7 separate regions of the Mus musculus genome follow, and all the other regions are linked to region 5. A link is a contact called in public Hi-C, HiCAR-type, HiChIP or PLAC-seq and promoter capture Hi-C data. All regions are on one chromosome and are shown on one strand. Each heading gives the region's core, a stretch centred on a gene start, on an enhancer-like site or on the middle of the called end of the contact. The rest is flanking DNA. Distances are from core to core; before and after follow the strand shown.

What was found. A called contact is a pair of places that touch in the nucleus more often than the background predicts. HiCAR-type assays count read pairs that join an accessible place to other places. HiChIP or PLAC-seq counts read pairs in DNA pulled down with a chosen protein or histone mark. Capture Hi-C pulls out chosen DNA fragments and counts their contacts.
Region 1: an H3K4me3 HiChIP or PLAC-seq map of embryonic forebrain shows a contact between it and region 5, with 7 times the contacts expected there. The contact joins the promoter of Elovl2 here to the promoter of Bloc1s5 in region 5. A contact is called at or near these places in 1 of 39 promoter capture datasets (hippocampal neurons) and 2 of 115 datasets of contacts at active chromatin or transcription factors (astrocytes and embryonic forebrain).
Region 2: a Hi-C map of CD8 T cells shows a contact between it and region 5, with 4 times the contacts expected there. The contact joins the promoter of Fars2 here to the promoter of Bloc1s5 in region 5. A contact is called at or near these places in 1 of 484 Hi-C or Micro-C datasets (CD8 T cells) and 1 of 115 datasets of contacts at active chromatin or transcription factors (astrocytes).
Region 3: a contact with region 5 is called in a promoter capture Hi-C map of adipose tissue, with 4 times the contacts expected there. The contact joins the promoter of Tmem170b here to the promoter of Bloc1s5 in region 5. A contact is called at or near these places in 2 of 39 promoter capture datasets (hippocampal neurons and liver), 1 of 115 datasets of contacts at active chromatin or transcription factors (astrocytes) and 1 of 9 other capture datasets (adipose tissue).
Region 4: an H3K4me3 HiChIP or PLAC-seq map of embryonic forebrain shows a contact between it and region 5, with 5 times the contacts expected there. The contact joins the promoter of Smim13 here to the promoter of Bloc1s5 in region 5. A contact is called at or near these places in 1 of 39 promoter capture datasets (hippocampal neurons), 1 of 484 Hi-C or Micro-C datasets (forebrain) and 1 of 115 datasets of contacts at active chromatin or transcription factors (embryonic forebrain).
Region 6: a contact with region 5 is called in a Hi-C map of CD8 T cells, with 8 times the contacts expected there. The contact joins the promoter of Rpp40 here to the promoter of Bloc1s5 in region 5. A contact is called at or near these places in 2 of 484 Hi-C or Micro-C datasets (CD4 T cells and CD8 T cells), 1 of 115 datasets of contacts at active chromatin or transcription factors (astrocytes) and 1 of 9 other capture datasets (liver).
Region 7: a contact with region 5 is called in a HiCAR-type map of astrocytes, with 10 times the contacts expected there. The contact joins the promoter of A730081D07Rik here to the promoter of Bloc1s5 in region 5. A contact is called at or near these places in 8 of 39 promoter capture datasets (the 3T3-L1 cell line, cranial neural crest, embryonic stem cells and 5 more), 7 of 484 Hi-C or Micro-C datasets (CD4 T cells, CD8 T cells, CD8 central memory T cells and 3 more), 6 of 115 datasets of contacts at active chromatin or transcription factors (astrocytes, embryonic hindbrain, embryonic stem cells and 3 more) and 3 of 9 other capture datasets (adipose tissue, liver and pancreatic islet).

What each region holds. Positions count from the first base shown.
Region 1 is chr13:41,219,140-41,221,839 of GRCm38.p6, reverse strand. Elovl2 (elongation of very long chain fatty acids (FEN1/Elo2, SUR4/Elo3, yeast)-like 2) reads left to right here and starts at 1,437. Exons shown (of 8, transcript NM_019423.2): 1 at 1,437-1,485. The coding sequence starts at 1,483.
Region 2 is chr13:36,116,221-36,118,920 of GRCm38.p6, reverse strand. It overlaps Fars2 (phenylalanine-tRNA synthetase 2 (mitochondrial)), which reads right to left and starts at 1,278. Exons shown (of 7, transcript NM_024274.3): 1 at 916-1,278. Lyrm4 (LYR motif containing 4) reads left to right here and starts at 1,564. Exons shown (of 3, transcript NM_201358.2): 1 at 1,564-1,846. The coding sequence starts at 1,761.
Region 3 is chr13:41,604,502-41,607,201 of GRCm38.p6, reverse strand. It overlaps Tmem170b (transmembrane protein 170B), which reads right to left and starts at 1,320. Exons shown (of 3, transcript NM_001163572.2): 1 at 890-1,320. The coding sequence starts at 986. It overlaps Gm32184 (a long non-coding RNA gene), which reads left to right and starts at 1,126. Exons shown (of 3, transcript XR_382252.4): 1 at 1,126-1,643.
Region 4 is chr13:41,248,424-41,251,123 of GRCm38.p6, reverse strand. It overlaps Smim13 (small integral membrane protein 13), which reads right to left and starts at 1,280. Exons shown (of 2, transcript NM_001135577.2): 1 at 810-1,280. The coding sequence starts at 885.
Region 5 is chr13:38,633,803-38,636,502 of GRCm38.p6, reverse strand. It overlaps Bloc1s5 (biogenesis of lysosomal organelles complex-1, subunit 5, muted), which reads left to right and starts at 1,411. Exons shown (of 5, transcript NM_139063.3): 1 at 1,411-1,567. The coding sequence starts at 1,462.
Region 6 is chr13:35,904,973-35,907,685 of GRCm38.p6, reverse strand. Rpp40 (ribonuclease P 40 subunit) reads left to right here and starts at 1,339. Exons shown (of 8, transcript NM_145938.4): 1 at 1,339-1,482. The coding sequence starts at 1,360.
Region 7 is chr13:40,999,752-41,002,451 of GRCm38.p6, reverse strand. A730081D07Rik (RIKEN cDNA A730081D07 gene) reads left to right here and starts at 1,306. Exons shown (of 5, transcript NR_155347.1): 1 at 1,306-1,386. Pak1ip1 (PAK1 interacting protein 1) reads right to left here and starts at 1,442. Exons shown (of 10, transcript NM_026550.3): 1 at 1,039-1,442. The coding sequence starts at 1,122.

The DNA.
Region 1 (2,700 bases), core at 188-2,687, 2.6 Mb before region 5:
TATCGAAGCGATAGAAATCCCAACTAAGACCAGAGGTTTATTCTGGCTCGTGTCTCCAAGGTATGGCCCATCATGGTAGCAGGATTGATTGTGAAAGCAGTTGATCTCGCTGTGTCCACAGTAAGATGGCTCTGTCAACATTTGGAGTTTGTCTTTTCCACCTCATCTGAAACTCTCTGGAAACATCTTCACAGACATGTCCAGGGGTGGGTCTCTTAAGGTGATTCTAAAACTTGTTGACAGGAAAGACAAACCATCACAGAAGGTGTCCAAGGAACAGATGCTTCAGATGAAAATTACGGGGGGGGGGGGGGGAAGGACATCAGCTAGTGCCTTTTCTTCCCAGTTTTGATGATGGTGGGTACTGGTTGCCATGGAGATAAAGTGAGTCCTGGTTCTGGATTGCAGGGGTTTGTGGTTTAGCACTGTCTCCTATTGGCTCCCAGTCCTCTCTAAGTTCATTCAGATACACTGTCCGGGTGTGAACTAGAAGCTATGCAAAGAAAGAGAGAAGATCTGTATTTCCAAGTTTTTTTTTTTAAAGATCATTCTTATCTTTGTCCACAGAGGTACCTAACACCTATGTATGCATTTCAAGTTTACCGCATCAGCTATCTAAGAAAAATGCGCGCTCATTCTGAAGGCAATGTGAAAAGTAGTCATTTGACACTCAAAGGCCTGGAATCTAGTTCTGTACACCATTAACGAAGCATTTGAATAAGCCATCTGAGCCCCTGACAGCCCCTCTGGAAGCAAACTCTGAAAAAGTCAGTTTAGACAGACTATTGGTGCTCATCTGCTCCCCGTGGCACCCAGAATGAATGGTTATCGTTTGCTTATTTGTTTGCTTATTTGAAGCAGGGTCTCACGAAGCTCAGGTTGGTGCAGAACTCCCTAAGAAGCCAAGGCTGATCTTGAACTCTTTCCTATTCCTCCTGGCTCTGCTCTCAAGTGCTGGGATTATACAGGTGCACCAACCCAAGACCAGACCAGCCCTTGGTCATCCCCTCAAACCCGTGTGCCCAATTTAAATCATCCGGCGCGCTCGCCCAGCCACTCCCCAGGAGTAGCGGAGGAGCTGCTGGTGGCTTCTCCAGGAGCCTGATGCTGTGATAGACGTGCGCGCCCAGACTCCTGCAAAAGGCGCCAGCTGTGCTTGCAAATCCCAGCCCGGCCGGCAGGGGTCGCCGCGCCAGCGCCGGCGGGGGGGCGCGCGGAGCGGGGACGCGCAGGCCTCTGGGGGGCCCACGGCCTCGCGGCCGGCGCCGGGGCTCCTCCCACTCCGTGGTCCCCTCCGAGGGCCAGCGGCGCGGGGCGGAGGAAACGGCCCGGAGCGGGCAGGGCGCGGCGCGCGCCCGAGGGGGCGGGGAGGCGGGCGGCGCGCGCCCGAGGGGGCGGGGGCGAGTGACTAGCGCGGGCGGCGCGTGGCGCGGCGCAGAAGGAAGGCGGCTACCCTGGACAGCGCATCGCGGCCGCGCGGCCATGGTGAGTGAGTGGGGGGCCGCGCGCCTCGTCCCGGATGGCGGCGGACGTTGGGGCCGGGGCGTGCGGGCGTAGGGTCGGGGCGCCGGCGGGTAACCGGGCGCGGGGGCGTGTCGGCGCTGCAGCCGGGGCCCAACGCTCTCCCCCCCACGAGCCGCTCGCCGAGGGACCCCGCGAAACCCGGCGCCTGGGCACAAAGGCGAAGACTGTGTGCTGCTGAGCTCGCAGGGAGCCAGCCGGTTCCTGGGCAGGCAGCGATCCCAGCCCTGAGGGAGCTGAGGCAGGAGGATTGCCGTGAGTTCGAGGCCAGCCTGGGCCACGGTGAGACACCCTGTCTCAAAAGAGCAGCTCCCCGTTAAAGAGAGCGGCAGATCCTGCGTTTGTCTTCAGATCCGCGTTTGTCTTCATTGGTCTTTGTCTTTTCGCAAGGGCTTGCTAAATATGTGAAGGGCATGCCCCTTTCCTTGTCCCACCTGACACGGGGCAGCCCTAGATTGTCCCCCCTCTTCCCACACTGTTTTCGGCTCACCATCTCTTCTTGGTTGAATATTGTCTTAGCACTAAAATTCCAGCCCACCCCTTTTCTATTGCCTGCCCCCCCCCCATTTTGTTTTCTCTATTTAAGCATGCTATAATCTGGGTTTGTGTGTGTGTGTGTGTGTGTGTGTGTGTGTATTGAATGTCTCCCTCACCAAAATGCAAGTTTTGGTGAATAGTCTTTGTCTACAGTGCCTGGCACACATCATTTATTTTTTTAAAAAAAGTAGAGGAAAGTACTTTATGCTATGCTAAGTGGGAGGTAGCAGTCTCCTTGAAGTGAACCACTACAAGAACTGTCGACTTAATAGGAGCGATCAGAATCTAAAGTGCTGTGTGGGAGGAGAAACACACTCTTCTCTTGGACAGGAGGGACACACTGAGCAGAATGTTGGTGGCTGCTTCATGCTTCCTCGGCCACTTGAGTATCCTGACATCTGAGTAGACAGAGCATTTTTAGTGCTAACTGGTTCTCTCTCTCTCTCTCTCTCTCTCTCTCTCTCTCTCTTCCATAGTAGACAGAGATTTTAGTTAGGGAAAACTTCCAAGAATACTTCAACTCAGTGAAAGTCAGTGGACATTAACCTGTAGCTGGCAAGGGCAAGCCTTACAATCTTTATCCTAGCTCACTGCAAGCTCAGTAAGCATTTTCAAGTCTGTGACCAAATCAAGTGATATCAC
Region 2 (2,700 bases), core at 29-2,528, 2.5 Mb after region 5:
CTGTTCCATTTATTTAAAAATTAAATTTGAAATTTAAAAATCTATTTTGACTAAGACAAAAATCAAACAGGGGCTTAAGAGTGTTTTTATAAAAGCACTGTATCGTCAATACCTTTGATTGCCACTACATCAAGACGAGTAGGTATACTTAGATTCAAGGACAACAAGTTGCAAACATGTGATCCAGAAAAACACAGATTGTTTCGAATAGAGAATGAAAGCTTGATACACCAAAACAAATGATAAGGCATGGTAAATTGACTTCCGTCTTATCGTTAAAATGACTCTTTGCTGTATTTAGGGACAGAGAATTTGCAGGTAGTGGCTTGTTGCACCATCTTAATATAAAACAATATTCCAAAACTAACGAGTGAGTTCCAAACACAAGAACCAGAATTATTCGAAGCTTCTCTTCGCACAGTCCTAAGATCAAGGAACAACCCAAAAACTTAAGTACTTTAGTAAGCTGGTCCGTGATAGCTAAAAGCTGAGAAAAACCCTCTTTTTGCCTTGGGTCTGAAATGATGTCTAGGAAATCCCCTAAAGTCCTAAGGGTTCCCTTATTAATCATGACATCTAATTTATTTATGTGCTTGTTTGTTTATTTATGTTTACGCACTACAAAACCGTGCTCTTAACAAAAACAGTAGTGCATCCCACACTTTTAATCCCAGCACCGGGAAATCTGTGACCAGGAGCTCAAGGGCAGTCTGGACTACAAAACGAGACCCCGTCTCAAAAACAGGAAAGAAAAAAAAAAAAAAACAGAAAAGAAAAGAAAGAAAAAATAGTAAACAAACAAAAAATAGTGTAGCCCCTTAGTGAAGATCCCGGAAATGGAAGTCACAGCCGAATGCAAAGTGCATAACAGTCGGCGACCTGACACCTCTACTCTGCAGCAAGGCCAGCACTCACCCAGCGTACGCCGGGGAAACCAAACGCGGGCGTTTCGAAGTCCGCAAAGCGGCCACACACTCACTCCGCCGTCACTGAGCTTAACCTCTGGCTACCGAGACGCTGGGCGCGCTGGGCGCCGCCATCTTGACGGGAAGAGGCCAGGGCCCTAGGTCCCTTGAGCCGCTCGCCCAAAGACAAGCCGGTGCGCCAGGAAGTCGCCAGCTAGTTACCTCCGCACCACTGGCGCTGCGTCCCCCAGTCACGATGACACTGATAAACTCAGGCTGCCAACCAGACGGATCCAAAGCAAAGTCACCCTCGTTTTCGTGCACAGCAGGTCAGGCAGCGCCAAAGACAGCCGAGCCGGGCAGGGGCAGGGCTGGGGAGCGCGGCTCGTAACCCAGGCAACGGGGCCTAGGCAGGTGTAGGGGGCGTGGTGTCAGGAGACACCGGGATCTCGGCCACGCCCCCGGGCGGTTCGAAAGGCGGAGGAGGCTTTGAGCCCTGGTGTTCGAGCCCGCGACTGTCCTCCCGAGGAGCGAGCCTGGGGCTGGACGGCTCGGCCTCCTGCCGCCCGAGGAGCCTGTGAGGAACGCGGAGCCTCCAGGACACGGGCGCCACCCCTTAGCTGCCCGCCGCCCTGCCTGCGGCGCCACCTCTCGCGCAGGACGCGAGCCAGGCCGCGCGCGAGCCAGGCGGAGCCTCTCTTCTCCTGCCTTCCAGCGTGCTTTTTTTTTTTTTTTTTTTTTTTTGCATCGTTTGACATTTGGGTTCAGTTAAACTTGGGGCTTCTACGAAGAAGGACCTGTTTGGTTTTGTTGTTAGGGTGTTTTTTGGTTTGTTTGTTTTTGTTTATTTTCAACATGGCAGCCTCCAGCCGCGCACAAGTTTTAGATCTGTACCGGGCGATGATGAGAGAGAGCAAGCATTTCAGCGCCTACAATTACAGGTGACCCGGGGGGAGGGCCGGGAATCGGGTGCCCAGCTCTGTCTGCGGGGGTCGCGGATCAGGCGGCCACAACCTGTGAAAGTGACAGGCTCCACTCCCATGACGCGCACGTGCAACTGTCCACCCCCAGGTGTGACCCTCAGAGCCCTGGAGGGGAGGAGCCAAGGACTTGCCCTTCAAATGCTGGGATACCTTCCCTGAACTGACACCCACATAGGGGCTTTAGGACCATTAAACAGTGTCCTGTTTCTGCGGTACAAAGTGATGAACGCGAAGCTACCAGTGAGAAGCTAGGACAAGGAAACTTAGGGCATACCTATATCTTGCCTTGAGATTACAAGAGTGGAAGCAGGCAGTCTAGACCACGTGGACACAAAACTGAAGGCTTGCTCTAGGGCCCCCTTTCATTTCACTAGTGTTTTAATTCGTGACGTTGGTTCCAAGTATCAGATACGTTCTTACTAAAGGATGGTGGAGAGGGGCTACATATTCATGTTAAAGGTAAAATGAGTTGCTAAGCCTTTAAAAACTGAATTCTTAGTTTATCCAGCCTCGCCAAACTGAAATCTTACTGCTAGATCCTAGAGTCTAGGACCTATAACAAGAGGACAGGAGCATCAATTCTTCAAAAACATTTAAAACTTAAATTTATTTTAAGTTATAAAATGTATGTTAATGAGTTACTATGCGTGCACCTCACTTAAATGCACTAAAACTTACATTTTTAACTCTGCCCCATTTCTTTCCTTGCTTGGCCTATTCCCCTACTTGTATGAGTCCCTTATACTTCCTTGCCACATGGTAGTGGTGCACACCTTTAACCCCAGCACTGGGAAGGCACAGGCAGCCAGAGC
Region 3 (2,700 bases), core at 71-2,570, 3.0 Mb before region 5:
TATCATGCCAGATTTTGCCTATAAGTATACTACATACTATTAATTTGCTATCACACAGATTTTGAAATAGTAACGTTCAATTGGAGTTAAGACATTTTAAAGAACTGAGTTTTTGTTTGGGGTTTTGGTTGTGGTTTCACAAAAGCAGCTACTCCGGAGTCAAACTGTTGACCCTACTGCTTTCCAGTCAATATTACTCTTTAGACGCTATTTTTAAAACTCGGAACTCAAAAGAGTTTAAGCACTTCCACACTGAGAAAACCAGAAGTTTCTTCACAAGCAAACCTGCATATGAAATCATATTATGTGTACTAATGCTTACTCTGACAACCTGATGCTATAACGTAGCTAAACCCCATTCCCAATCACATTGATTAATGAAGGGAAATACACAGAATTCTCCAATTTCACAAATACAGCAACTTGAAGCCAGGAGACAGCCAGACAAAAGGAAATAGCAGAGAAGACAACTGTTTCGACTGCTCTAGACCTTGGTCCAGCCCCTGACCCCGCTATTATCTACTTAGTCATATCTCTCTCTCTCTCTCAACAAATAAAGGAACGAACGGTCGGTCCACCGTGATCACGGTGAGCAGGCAATAGGAGTACTGCAATTGGTTTGACATCTGTCAGCAAGAAAAAGGGCTAAACCAGGAAAGAAAGACTAAAAAAGATCGAAACTGCAAGAAGCGGTGTATGTGCGTGCGCGCGCGCACGGGGAAAGGCGGGGGGGGGGGGGGGGGTTAATGACAGAAACATGAACTGTGATCCAGTCGGGGCACTGGCGCGACTCGCGCGTGCTCCAGCGGCCCGCACCGGGCCGGGTTTGCGGACGCCCCGAACACCCGTGGAGTGGGTCCCCCACCGCTCCCTCCGCCCGGCGCATTACCCGTGAGGTTCCTCAGCACCGTGCCATGGGCCCAGAGGCTCAGGACCTGCTGCACCGACAGGTTGATCATCGAGTGGTCGGCGCCCTCCGCCCTCATCGTCCCCGCGGGGCGGCAGCGGGGCGCTCCGGGGGGCGCCGCTCGGCGGGTGTCGCAGGCAGCGTCCTCCCCGCCGGGGAGACATCGAGGAGCGCTGGCGGGCGAGGCCTGGGGCCGCGGGAGGGACCGCCGCTCCCGCTCAGGGCCCGCGTCGCGCCGCGGGGGCCCGCCACGCCACGAGGCCCGGGTCACGCCGTGAGGCCCGCGCGGAGCGGCAGCCGGCAGGGGCAGGCCGCGAGACGAGGCTCATCGCGGGGACGCGCGACGAGGCAGCGGCGCCCGGCCGCGGCACCTGCCGCCCGCCTGCCGCTCGGCCTTTGGGTAGCCAACACTCGAGGAGCCGCCCCCTCCGCCCGCGACCGCCCCGGGGCGCGCGCATGCGCGTGTCCGCTCCTCGGCCCCGCCTCCCCGGGGGTGAGCGGCTGCGCACGCGCACTGCCTCCCCCCCGCTCCTCGCGCGCGCGCGCGCGCCGCCCTAGGCACCCGGGAGCTCAGGCTGTCGTCGGCTCCCAGCGTCCGCCCGCAGTGGGGCGGAGGGAGCGCCACCTACGTCACTGGCGCCACCGCTGGGTCTCGCCGCTCATTGGCTGCTCCGAGGGAACAGACTCCAAGCCCCTCGCCCCCTCCTGACTGCGCGCCCCCGGAAACCTGAAACCGGTGAGCTGGGCGGGGATGAGAGAGCTGTGTATAGGTCCCGGGAGCTGCCAGGATTTTTGGAGCCTGCGCTTCGCTGCTCCAGATCCTTCCCTCTCCGTGAGGGCGTCTGCGAGCAACTTTTTGCAAAGGTGTAAATGCTCAAGATTTCATTTGTAGGGTTGTCTGAGAGTGCGTCCAGTGACCTGGATACGCCCCTCCCTTTGCTAAATCTACTAAAACAGAAATAGATCCTCTTTGTCATTTCAGCCAGTCTTCTGGCCGGCCAGCAGTAAAATACGAACTCCCCTTAGCTGCAGGATCTGAAACCACTTATTGACGCAGGGCCCCGTAGGTGTCCGAATGAATCCTCCTGGCCAAGGCTGGCTCTAGCGCTTCTTCCAGATAGGACTCTTTTCATCTAAAATTGTGAATCTCCCCAGCACTTAAACTAACTCAGCTTCGTCTCCCTGTCCTTCAAATCCAAGGTCAGCCTCAGAAGCATCTTAACTCCAGTTATGCTAGTTACAGTCTTCCTTGATGTTTGAAACCTTTTAACTTGAAATTAAAAAAAAAAAAATCGTGTTTGCATAAAAAACGTTAGTGCTCCTCACCCCATCCCCCTCGCCCAATTCCATCTTTTTCCAAATACTCTGCTGCTAAAGTTTACAGAAGGAAGTGAAGAAAGAATAGCTAAGCCAATCAAGTGTTTTTGCCCAGTAACTGAAGATTCGAATTGCCTAAATATTGTTGCTTTTGGTGAGCACCTTAAAAATGACAATAATGTATATGCAGGTTTATATTTATGCATGTTTTTGTTTTGCTCCCACAATATAGAAAAAAGTTTGGGCGTCATTAAGAGGAACCGTACTAAAACCTACTATGGTGTAGGGTTCAATGGCTGAATTAAATGTCAATTCAGGAGTATAGACTATCAGACATAAATGAGTTTAACATCAAATTCATTTTAGATAAAGAAGGGGCTTCATTTCTTTCTTTGTTGTTGTTGTTGTTGTTGTTGTTCTTCTTCTTCTTCTTCTTCTTCTTCTTCTTCTTCTTCTTCTTCTCCTATTTTTTTAAA
Region 4 (2,700 bases), core at 31-2,530, 2.6 Mb before region 5:
AGAATAAGCTTTACAGTATTTATAAAATTTTAACCCAATACTCCATCACTTCAAACCCATACTTGGTCTTCTAAATACCAGTGCTTACTGTCATTTATTTGAAATACTCTCCAAACTCTCACAATTGTTCAGTCTCCTGGCTGAGACCTGTGGTTATCAGCTATGTGCATAACGAATTAAGAGGGATGGAAAACACGCCATGAGAACAGTTTAACGTTCCTTCCCTCCTGGGAAGAGAAGTACACAGCAGCAGACCAAACAGCCCCAGGACAGCAGAACCAAGATAAGGTTCCCTGACCCTGGAAGTTTATTACCGCCAGTGGTGTTTTTTTTTTTTTTTTTTTTTTTTTTTTTTTTTTTTGGCTCTGCCCATTATCAAGTAGGCTGGGAATTTGGTTAAAGCCTGAACTTGGAAGTAAACAAACAGCTTCACGTGCGCTGGAAACCCAAAAGGTGATGAAATCTCTCACTAGGTTCAGAACATCCAAATAAAAAGATGAAACCGATCACTGCTCCTTCGAATACAGGCCACGGTGAAAGATCTGGGTAGGCTGTGGCATTATGGCAACCAAGGACAAACCTGCCGGGGAAGCAGAAACGTGCTTCTACCTCGAGTCAGGATGCCAGACCTGAAGGTTCGCTGAGCCTGAAGGTTCGTGATGCCCGGGCGACCTGCCCTGAGCAAGAGGCATGACTCCTCTAAACTCGGTCTTGGGAGCCCGGTGGCCACCGAGACCACCGAGGTGATCACCGTGGACACTTGTCCACGCGAGCTTTCCCGACCGCCCCCGGCGTTACCCCCCACTCACCGCACACCATCAGCAACAGGACGATCAGCAGCGTGGCCACGAACACCAGCAGGGTCAGCCCCACGTTGTGCCACATTTTGAGAGCTGGGGGGTGGGCGCGGGCTCAGCGGCGGGCGGCAGAGCGGCGGGGCGGCATGGACCGCGGGTGCCCGAGGGCAGCGCCCCCAGGGGGCGGAACTTGGCGGTGCGGGGGCGGGCCGCGACGGGACCGGCCCTCAGACCTGCCCCCGGCCGGGGCGACCGAGTCGCTGGTGGAGCGGGCCTTGGGACGCCACTACCGCCTCCTCATCGCTCCGGGGAGCCGGAGCCACGGCGAGCGGAGAGGCCGGCGACGGACGGACGCGCTGCCATGGCGGACGTCGAGGCGGGGAAAGAGTGATCTGGAGGTGGCGCGGCGAACGCCAGGCCCTGGCTGCAGCTCACTCGAGGTCCCCCTCCTCCCTCGGAGACGCCAGATGTCAACCACTCCCCGAGGCCGCTGCAGCTGCTCCTCCGCTCCCCGCCCCCTCCCCCGCGGTAGCTCATCACCAAGCACCCACTCCGCAGCGACTCAGCCGCTGCGCGAGGCCTGCTGGGTAATGTAGTGCAAAGATCGGCGAGAGCTCCAGGTCTCCGCCCAGCAACGAACTACCACTCCCAGGAGTCAACGCTGCTCCGGCTTCTCCTTGCTCTCCTTTCCCGTCCCCTGTGCCTTTGGTGTTCTTGAGCCGCCACCTCCAACTTAGAGACTGCTGATTCTTGTTCTCAAGACTGTGCGTCGGACTGTCTCCCTGCCGAGGTGCCAGTTACATTTCAGCCGTTAATTCAAATACAAAATTGGTTTTAGTGAGCAAAAGGGAAAAGAGGATGGCTGTTGCCTGAAAAACAGGTTGTACTTGAACCCAACCTATTGCTCCCGGCAAAGGTTAGTTACTTGTGAGGAAATAAGTCCCCTGACGTCAGAATCTGGAAAGCCTTCCCCCTCCCCCAGCAACAGATGTTGTGTTGTGTTTTCACAGATAGTACGCTTCAGAAGTAACTGGTGAGTGACTTAGAGACATCTGTGCTCTTAATTCACCTACCTGTTTAGCAAGTTTCGTTCTGTTGTCTCCTTTAATTCAAGCAACATCTGGCCAACAGCCAAAGGTTTTGCCACATTTGCTTGAACTAACTTCTGAAAAACAAGGTATTTATCTCAAGTCCTTTTTTTCTATTTGAAATTAAAACTCCCAGTTCTGCCACATCTGTTAACGCAAGAGGTGATCAGCCCTTTCCTCCCTGAGAAATCAAGGCTTTCGCCTTCCACTGCAACTCTGTGCTAGCCATTCCCAGATGCCCTACTGTGTAAACTGCTTTCCAGCTAAGACGCAGCATAAAAATACATCAAGGCATTACTGGCTTTGCGCAAGATTTAATATACAGTTCCTGTGGAGAGAGTTGAGCTCGATGCAATAAATTTAGAAATCAACTTATTCATTTTTAGCAGATGATCCAACTCACTTGCATAACGGAGCACGTTTGATTTACAATCTGGTTGAAAGGAATACATTTGAATAGATCTAGTTCAAAAGAAATCAGGAAGAATCCAGACCTTTTTACCTTCTCTTTCATTCACATACAACAAACACTTCTGTGTGCTCTGGACTTCTTTGAGGTGCCAAGGATAAAGCCATGGCAGGGGCTGGTGAGATGGCACTGACTGCCCTTTCCGAAGGTCCTGAGTTCAAATCCTAGCAACCACATGATGGCTCATGACCATCCGTAATGAGATCCGATGTCCTCTTCTGTCAGAAGACAGCTAGAGTGTACTTATGTATAATAATAAATAAATCTTTAAAAAAAAGTCATGGCAATACAGACAATAACATAAATAGGGGTGTGCAAGGATTGCAAATCCCCAATGAAAATAAGT
Region 5 (2,700 bases), core at 162-2,661:
GTACTGAGTACTGGCCTTGTCTTCTTGTTGCTATTCCAGAAGTAACAATGTATTGGTGAGAACAGGAAGTAGAAACTGGTGAAATAGAGCAGGAATTCCCAAGCCGTGCTTCCAAGAATGTCCTTGCCGGAGGGCAGGAATGCTGGGATCCAGAGAGCTCAGGTTCCGGCTTCTTTGCCTTCGCTGACGCTTTATTGGAAACTATCTGAAGACCCAATTCTATTTCCAAAGTGTTAATTATGGCAACTAGAATTTCTTTATCACAACACAGAGTTGGCAAATTTCAGAGGTGAAATCCAGAATCAACATTTAAAAAAAAAAACAAACAGCCACATTAATGTAAGAAAAGCATTCAATTTCACATATTGTAGTGAGTCTTCATGGTGCACAGTCATAAAGGAAATTATGCAAAGGGAAAGAAATTTTTTTCTACAATGCAGAAAAATGAATATGAAATTTCTTGGAAGTGAGGAGAATAACAAATGTCTTTGAAAACTATGATTTCTACATATTGATTAAAAAGCTAGGAAATTAAATTTTTTATTTGTCCTCCTTTGGGGGTTTACCATTTCTTCTGCGATAATCCCCCAATTCCTGCTTCACCTAGTTATTCTCTCCATGTCTCACTTCAAGACTGGAGACAAACACTGGTCTTTTCTGGGAAGTCTTTCCTGATCCCCTCAACAGCTAGTATCCACAGGTATGGAACGATTCCTCTTCCTGCCGTTTATGTCGCTTTACGTTCCTCCTTCAGACTGGACTAAGACCCTTTAGGATGACATTGTTCATTGTTCAGAAGAGAGTAGCGGAGGAAGCGGTCACAGCTGAGTCCTAAGGAAGAACCCCTGGATGATGAGGAGGTAAAAACCACTGGGAGGCCGTGCATTGCTCTCTTTGAAGCATGACAATTTGTTGAGAAAATGAACATTATGGAATATATCAAATGTCAGCACTTATTAGTCTAATTTAGGGAGACCATCTCAAACACCCAACCAAGCAACAACAAAAAACCTAAACAAAACAAAAACGAGTTTCTTAACCTCTAACCGTGTTGCTTTATTTGTTAAAAAAATTATGATCTGTCTCCTCAGGTTGCTATGATGACCCTAAGGTGACAATACATGTCAAAATGCTTTATAAAATAGTGGTGGCCAGTAACAATGTAGAAACTATGTATATACTACTACTGTTATTCTTCTGCTCGCCGCGCCTTGCTCCAACCATAGTGAGTTTAGTTCCTACCGGCGTAGGATGGGATAACCGAGAAACAAGTAATTTTCAAACACCTCCCATACGCAGATCATCTGCCCTCATCCAGCATGGCCGCATCGGCTACACTCCCGGCGCCTTCCCCGAACCCAACGACTCCGACGCCCTGTGATGACGTAACACCAGAGCGTCTCTCTCCCTAAAGGTCCGTGCCTGCGCCGTGGACGCCGCGGGTGGGCGGAACTGGTCGGGATGAGTGGCGGAGGCACCGAGACCCCTGTAGCGTGCGACGCCGCCCAGGGCGGCAAGAAGCGGGACTCACTGGGGACTCCGGGTGCGGCGCACCTCATTATCAAGGGTACGGAGTGGAGGGCGTGGTCCTCCGTGCGGGGTGGGGGCAGCGTGCTGGGGACCGCCCCTCCTGGTGCTCCCCGGCTCCCCTGTAGCCCTCAGCTGCCTGGCCCGCCTCGAGACGAAAGGTCCCAGCTCGCAGGACCCAGTTACGTGCAATGGGCGAAGGGCGCACAAGCGGAGAATGGGAACTAGTTGGAGCCCCACACGTAGTAGGGTGACTTCGGTCCTTCACCCTCTCGTCCTCTGTCCTCTGCGCCTTGGGGGTCATGCCAGGAAGAACACTTGGGAAAACGTCCTGAAACACAGCGCTCAGTACCATACAGTGTACCGGTCTGAGCTGTCCCCTTTCAGCCTTAGTAGATTTCGACCTAAATTATTACAATAACAACTAGCTTTAATTCCTAAACCTCAGAAGTCCCCGTTAACCGCGAAGAAGCCTCCAATTGCAGTTTCCACTGCTTCCCTCAACTCCCTGCTCAACCCGCCTATTCCACCAACTTTGGGCTACAGTCCTACACTGCCTGGAGAGTGGTGGCTTACCATCTGTGCGGTTCCCATTTTACTCTTACCAGATCTGTGGGCGGCCCCAGCTGAGCTGGCTGCGACTGTTTAAACTGTGTTTCACATTGTTTCTTAGGTTTAATTTGGGATCCAGTAGTATTGTGTGTGTGTGTTAAGACTAAGTTAGAATTCTTTCTCTGTGCAATCTCAGTGAAGATTAGTCGTTGTATGGCTGTTGTTGGGCCACCATGACTCCATCCGCAAATGTTTTTCATCTTGCAAAACTTTGTATGCATTAAACCATAACTCCTCATGCCACTGTGAATTTGACTGGTCCAGTGCCTCTGAGGACTTGGACAGCTCCACTCTCGGAAATAAGGCTGTTTTGAATATGAATATATAGACATCCTTCGGAGGTCCTGTGTTCAGTTCTTGGGACTGTATCTCCAGTAGTGGATTTTTGGGTCATTTGATTATTCTTTAAACTTTTTGAGGAGTTGGCATGTTCTGTATTTGCTATACCATTTTCTAGTCACCTGTCATCACCAACTCTTGTCTTTGGTACTAGTTATTCTAATGCGTGTGAGATGACACTCCCTGTTGTGATTTTCATTTCCTCTAATATTTGGTTAATGT
Region 6 (2,713 bases), core at 90-2,589, 2.7 Mb after region 5:
ACAGGTCAACACCACACACAGAAACAAAAGCATGAATGAAAAACACAGCAACAGGAGTCCTCCAAAAACAAAATCAATTATCCCAGAGTGGTGGTTCACATCTTAAATCCCAGCACTCAGGAGGCAGAGGCAGGTAGATCTCTTTGAGTTTGAGACCAGCCTGGTCTATATATTGAGTCTGAGGCCAGCCAGGATATATAATGAGACCCTGTCTCAAGACAAAATAACTTAACACCTGGATTCAATGATACTGAAATAGGTAAAATTCTGGGTGATTTCAGAAGTTTCCTAGTAAAAATACTTTAAGACCTCAAAAAAGATTGAAGCAAAAAGATTAATTCAATCTTCCCTAAGGAAGGACCTGGAAAGTCTGCTGTGCACACACGTGCACGTGCGCACGCATGTGTGTGCACACACAGAGAGTAAAATAGATGAGAAAAATCAACAATATGGCTTTTAAGAATTAGCTATGGGGGCTGGAGAAATGGATCATTGGTTAAGAGCACTGACTGCTCTTCCAGAGGTCCTGAGTTCAATTCCTAGCAACCACATGGTGGCTCACAACCATCCATAATAGAATCCAATGCCCTCTTCTGGTGTGTCTGAAGATAGCAACAGTGTACATGGAAGTACAATTCAGCAAAGAAACTGAGATTTGGAGTAAAATCACAAAATAGTAATGTTGGAAATGAAAAAAATAAATTAAATAATTAAAAACAAAGCAAAGAAGTTCTGTTGGAAGTAAAAATGCAGAAATGTCATATTATATTCCTCTGTAATTTCCTATACTTTTTGGGAAGGATCAGTGGGAACTTAGGGGCCTGCGGGTGGGTGAGCATTAGGAACGAGACCATATGAGGAGTCAGGAAAACAGTGCTGCAAAGCAGATGTATTTCCTGACTATACTAGGCTTTTCCTCTGTCCTATCTTCCTCCTTTTTATAAGGTGTCAGGGTCCAGTCCTTCTCTGAGTCCTGTCCAGGTATATGCACTGTTCCTCCACGGAGAAACTGTGGGATAGAATGGATGTGCCAGGTTTTTTCTTTCTTTCTTTCTTTCTTTTTTAAGATGCGGATGGTTGTGAGCCAACATGTGGTTGCTGGGATTTGAACTCAGGACTTTTGGAAGAGCAGTCAATGCTCTTACCCGCTGAGCCATCTCACCAGCCCCATGCCAGGTTCTTGAGAACCTTCAGACCCAGTGCCTGCAGGAACTGACAGACAGGGAAAGAAAGAAGGGTTAGGGCGTGGTGGAGGGAGGGGTGTAGTCAGAAAGGGGCGAATGGTGGGGTGAGGGGCGGGCCGAGGGGCGGGCCGGGAGGCGGGCCAAGAGGCGGTGCTCGCCTGGACTCCTGCTTAACATGGCCACGCTGCGCAGGCTGCAAGAGGCGCCTCGGCACTTACTGGTCTGTGAGAAATCCAACTTCGGCCACGATAAGTCTCGCCATAAGCATCTCGTGGAGACGCACTATCATAATTACAGGGTGAGTCAGGTCCACCCGGCCCTCTTAGGCTGGAGAGCTTTAAGGTAGAACCACGCCGGGTTTCACCCGGCCAGACCTCCTCGGCTTGCGAGGGTGGGCGGAGATCGTCCTCGGGCATGCTGGGAACTATAGTCTCTTCAAGTTTCTTAACTGCTTTTCTTGGCGCTGTGTAGGACTACAATTCCCAGCATGCGCCAAACACAGGGCGGTGCTCGGTCCTATGAGGAACAGCAGAGTTTTTGTGAGTTTGGCGTGGTTACTGCGGTGTTCAGGATTAAATCCTCTCGGTGTTGGGTCGAGCAGGCAGTGGAGGAGTTAGGAATGTAACCTGCACGGTCGGAGTGTGACCTGTACAACATGTAGCCGAATTACACCCTAAGTTTGGGCAGATCTCTGTGGATCAGCTTGTGACTCTTTCCAAAGCATCACGCGGTTTGACAAACGAGGAACTCCAAATAAACTTACCTTACGATGATAAGGGTTTAAGCATTTTACATCTTAAATATTGGCCTGATGGATTTCTCAGATAGATTAGCTGGCGTCCTTGTCCCTCAAGGCTGGTTGTTGGGGCTTTGCGAAACGGACTTTAGATGTTCACTTGGGGATCATTTGAAATCCGCGCGGATTTTGCATCTCTTCGGTTGAAAGGCCATCCCTGCGGTCAGGGATGTATCGCTTATCTCAACTGGTCTCACCTAGGTTTGTCTAGGAAATGGAAGCTTCCAGGAGCACTTTTGCTTCTATGTAGCTTCTTACTAATTAAATGTCCCTAAATCCCAGGAGGAGTTCCTTTGATTTCATGACTCCAGAATAAGCAAATCAAGGCATGTTGAATTATATATACTCTATTTCCTTGACTATAAAGTGTGAAAGACATAACATATATTGCTTGTATGCAAAAATAAGATTCAAGTAAGACTTCCATTGCAATGTCATGCCTCACATTGAAATGCAGAAAGGAAAAACTTGAGTAGTCAGATATCTGTTTACTTGAAATTAATAGAATTGTTGCCTAGTAGGTTGATGGTGATGCACACCTTTAAACCCAGGCAGAGGTGGGTAAATCTCTGAGTGCAAGGCTAACCTGATAAACAGAGCAAGTTCCAGGACAGCCAGGGCTACATGGAGAAACCCTGTCTCAGGGGTAGGTGGTGGTGGCTGTGTGTGTGTGTGTATGTGTGTGTGTGTGTGTGTGTGTGTGTGTGTTTTACTAAGGGTTTTACTGCTGTGA
Region 7 (2,700 bases), core at 57-2,556, 2.4 Mb before region 5:
TGGACGATAAACAGTGAATCTGCATCACTTTCTTCATCCCAGGCCAGCTGTAGTAGTTCTTTTGTGTATAATGTATTTTTATTTTATGTAGATTGGTGTTTTGACTGTATGTATGCCTGTAGGAGGATATTAGATCCCTTCGAACAGGAGTTAACAAACAGTTGTGAGCTGCCGTGTAGGTGCTGGGAACTGAACCAGGACCCTCTGGAAGAACAGCCAGTGCTCTTAACCGCTAAGCCATGTCTCCAGTCCAGCCAGCGCTCTTAACCGCTGAGTCATGTCTCCAGTCCTATAGTAGTTTGTTAATCAGGACAGAAACTCAGTGAAAGGTGAAGTTATTTTTACATTAGAACTTTAAGAACTACAATCATTGTCAGCTTAAATGCACACCTTATTTTTTCATGCCTTAGGAATGCTTTAAGGTTTTTCTTAACCTTTTAAATTATCAGATAATAACTGTATATATTTATGGAGCACAATGGGATATTTGAATGCATACATAGATCAGATATGAAAAAGGCAACCCCTTTTGAGCTGGTTCAAAATACGCTGTAGTAGCTAGTTTAAAATACACAATTAATGCTGTCAACTATAGTTACCTTTCAAGGAAAAAAAAAGCAATCAGTCATTCCTCCCATCAAACTTCATTTCTGCAAGCATTAGCCCTCCTCTCTCCGTCACCTCCCTACGTTGGCCCCAACCACTTCTGGCAGCCATTCATCCACTCCCGACAGAGATGAACATTCCTCGTTACCTACTGTAGACATTTTATCTACTATAGCAAGTAAATATTATTTCAATTCTGAGAAGCCTCTACTCTGTAAAGAGCAGGATCTTTCCACACAAGCTCTGAGCTCACTCTCCTCCTGCCTCAACCTCTCGAGAGCTGGGATTAGCTGCATAAACCTGTCCGTTTTCCAACAAAGTCCGCCATCCAAGACCCATAGAGAACCAGCGATAAATAACAACCTCCACGGTCCTGCCCCGGAAGGACCAGCCCGCCTGTCCCCCGCAGCCCCGGGGCTCGCGCTGCCTCACCTCCTGATGGCCACTCTTCGCGGGCCCGCGCTGTACCGTGAACCCAAACAGGACCTGCTCGTAGCTGCCGGCGACCAGCTCCATTCCGCAGCACTCGTGCCGGGCAAGAGACGCCGGCGTGGAGACCCGATGGCTGCGGAGGCTGGCCCTTCCCTTCCTCAGCCGGCGCGCGAGTTATACGTCACCGCCCGGGGGCACCTTTTAGGCGCCTGCAAATGGCAATAACGGAGGACGCGCTCCGTCCTCCGTTACGTGGGACGTCACGTGACCCTTCTGCGACGAGCTTAAGGAAGGAAGCCGCGGGAGGAGGCTCTCAGAGCAGAGAGAAAGAAAAGTTGTGTCAAGCAGGCAAGTCCTGGGAAGCCGTGGGCTCCGCCGGCCTTGGGAAATGGGAGGGAACTTCTCCCCGGAAGCCCCAACTTCCGGCGCGCCTAAGGAAGGGGCGGGCCCACTTCCGGCTCCGGTGGCCAGCGGTTGTCTAGACAACCCTTGTAGTTCCTGGAGGGTTGCTGTGATTTGGGGATCCGGAATGCATTTCCTCCATTTATGATTTTCTTTTCTTGTTTTGTTTTGTTTTGTTTTGAAGACAGGCTTTCACTGTGTAGCCCTGACAGTCCTGGAACTCACTCTGTAGACCAGGCTGGCCTCGAACTCAGAGCTCCGCCTGCCTCTGCCTCCCGGGTGCTGGGATTAACTATGATTTTCTTATTTGCAGCCAGTCTCACTTCGTCGCCCAGCCTGGCGCCTCCTTGCACCCGTTTTCCTCCTGCAGCTTCCCCATGGCTCGGATCACAAGCAAAGGGTTTTGTTTTCGTGCCGAGAGAGAGCAGATTAGGGTCGGCCCGGGGACGGTCAGGGCTCGCGGGACCCGGAGTTGGCAGTGTCCCCTCGCTGGATTGCGAGCCCGGGCCTGCCAGTCCGTGTCCCGCCTGCAGGCAAGCCGTCCATCTCCTCAGCTTTTCTTGCCTACTGGCTTCTTGTATCTAATCAGACTGGCCATGTGCTGACCTATGGTACAGGAAAAAAGATTTGTCTTGAGGGAGGAGGACAGTGGCTACATCTCTACCCGAGTTAAGGGACAAAGTGCAGGGCTGGAGAGATAGCTAGGCGGTTGAGAGCACTGTCTGCTCTTCCAGAGGTCCTGAGTTCATTTCCCAGCAACCACATGGTGGCTCACAAACATCTGTGATGGGGTCTAGTGCCCTCTTCTGGTGTGTCTGAAGGAAGCAATGGTGGTGTACTCCTATGCATAAAGATAAATAAATAAATCTTTAAGGGGGGGAGGTGCAGAGGTTAATGAAAGCAATAATATCCTTTTTTCCTTTCTCTTTAGGCGGGGTCAGGGATGAGTGCATATGTCAAAGCGGGTGGGTTGGTGCTTATGTCAGATCTTCACACAGGCCTGTGAATTAATGGAGTTCTTAAGTGCTTAGACATTGTTTCCAAACACTTGTTCTCTAAGGCTGCAAATTGTCGACACAGCCTCTTTTGCTTGAGTATAGGGGGAAGTAATTAATTTGACTTTGGGTGTTTTGATGATTTTTCAATTGTGTAAAGGCTCTTCCAGTTTGGGCTATTCCACTTGCAACCCTTGTGTTACTTAATTTATCTCCAGGTATTGCTAAGTTGTCCTGAGCATGTTAATCATTTTCACCAGAGAAC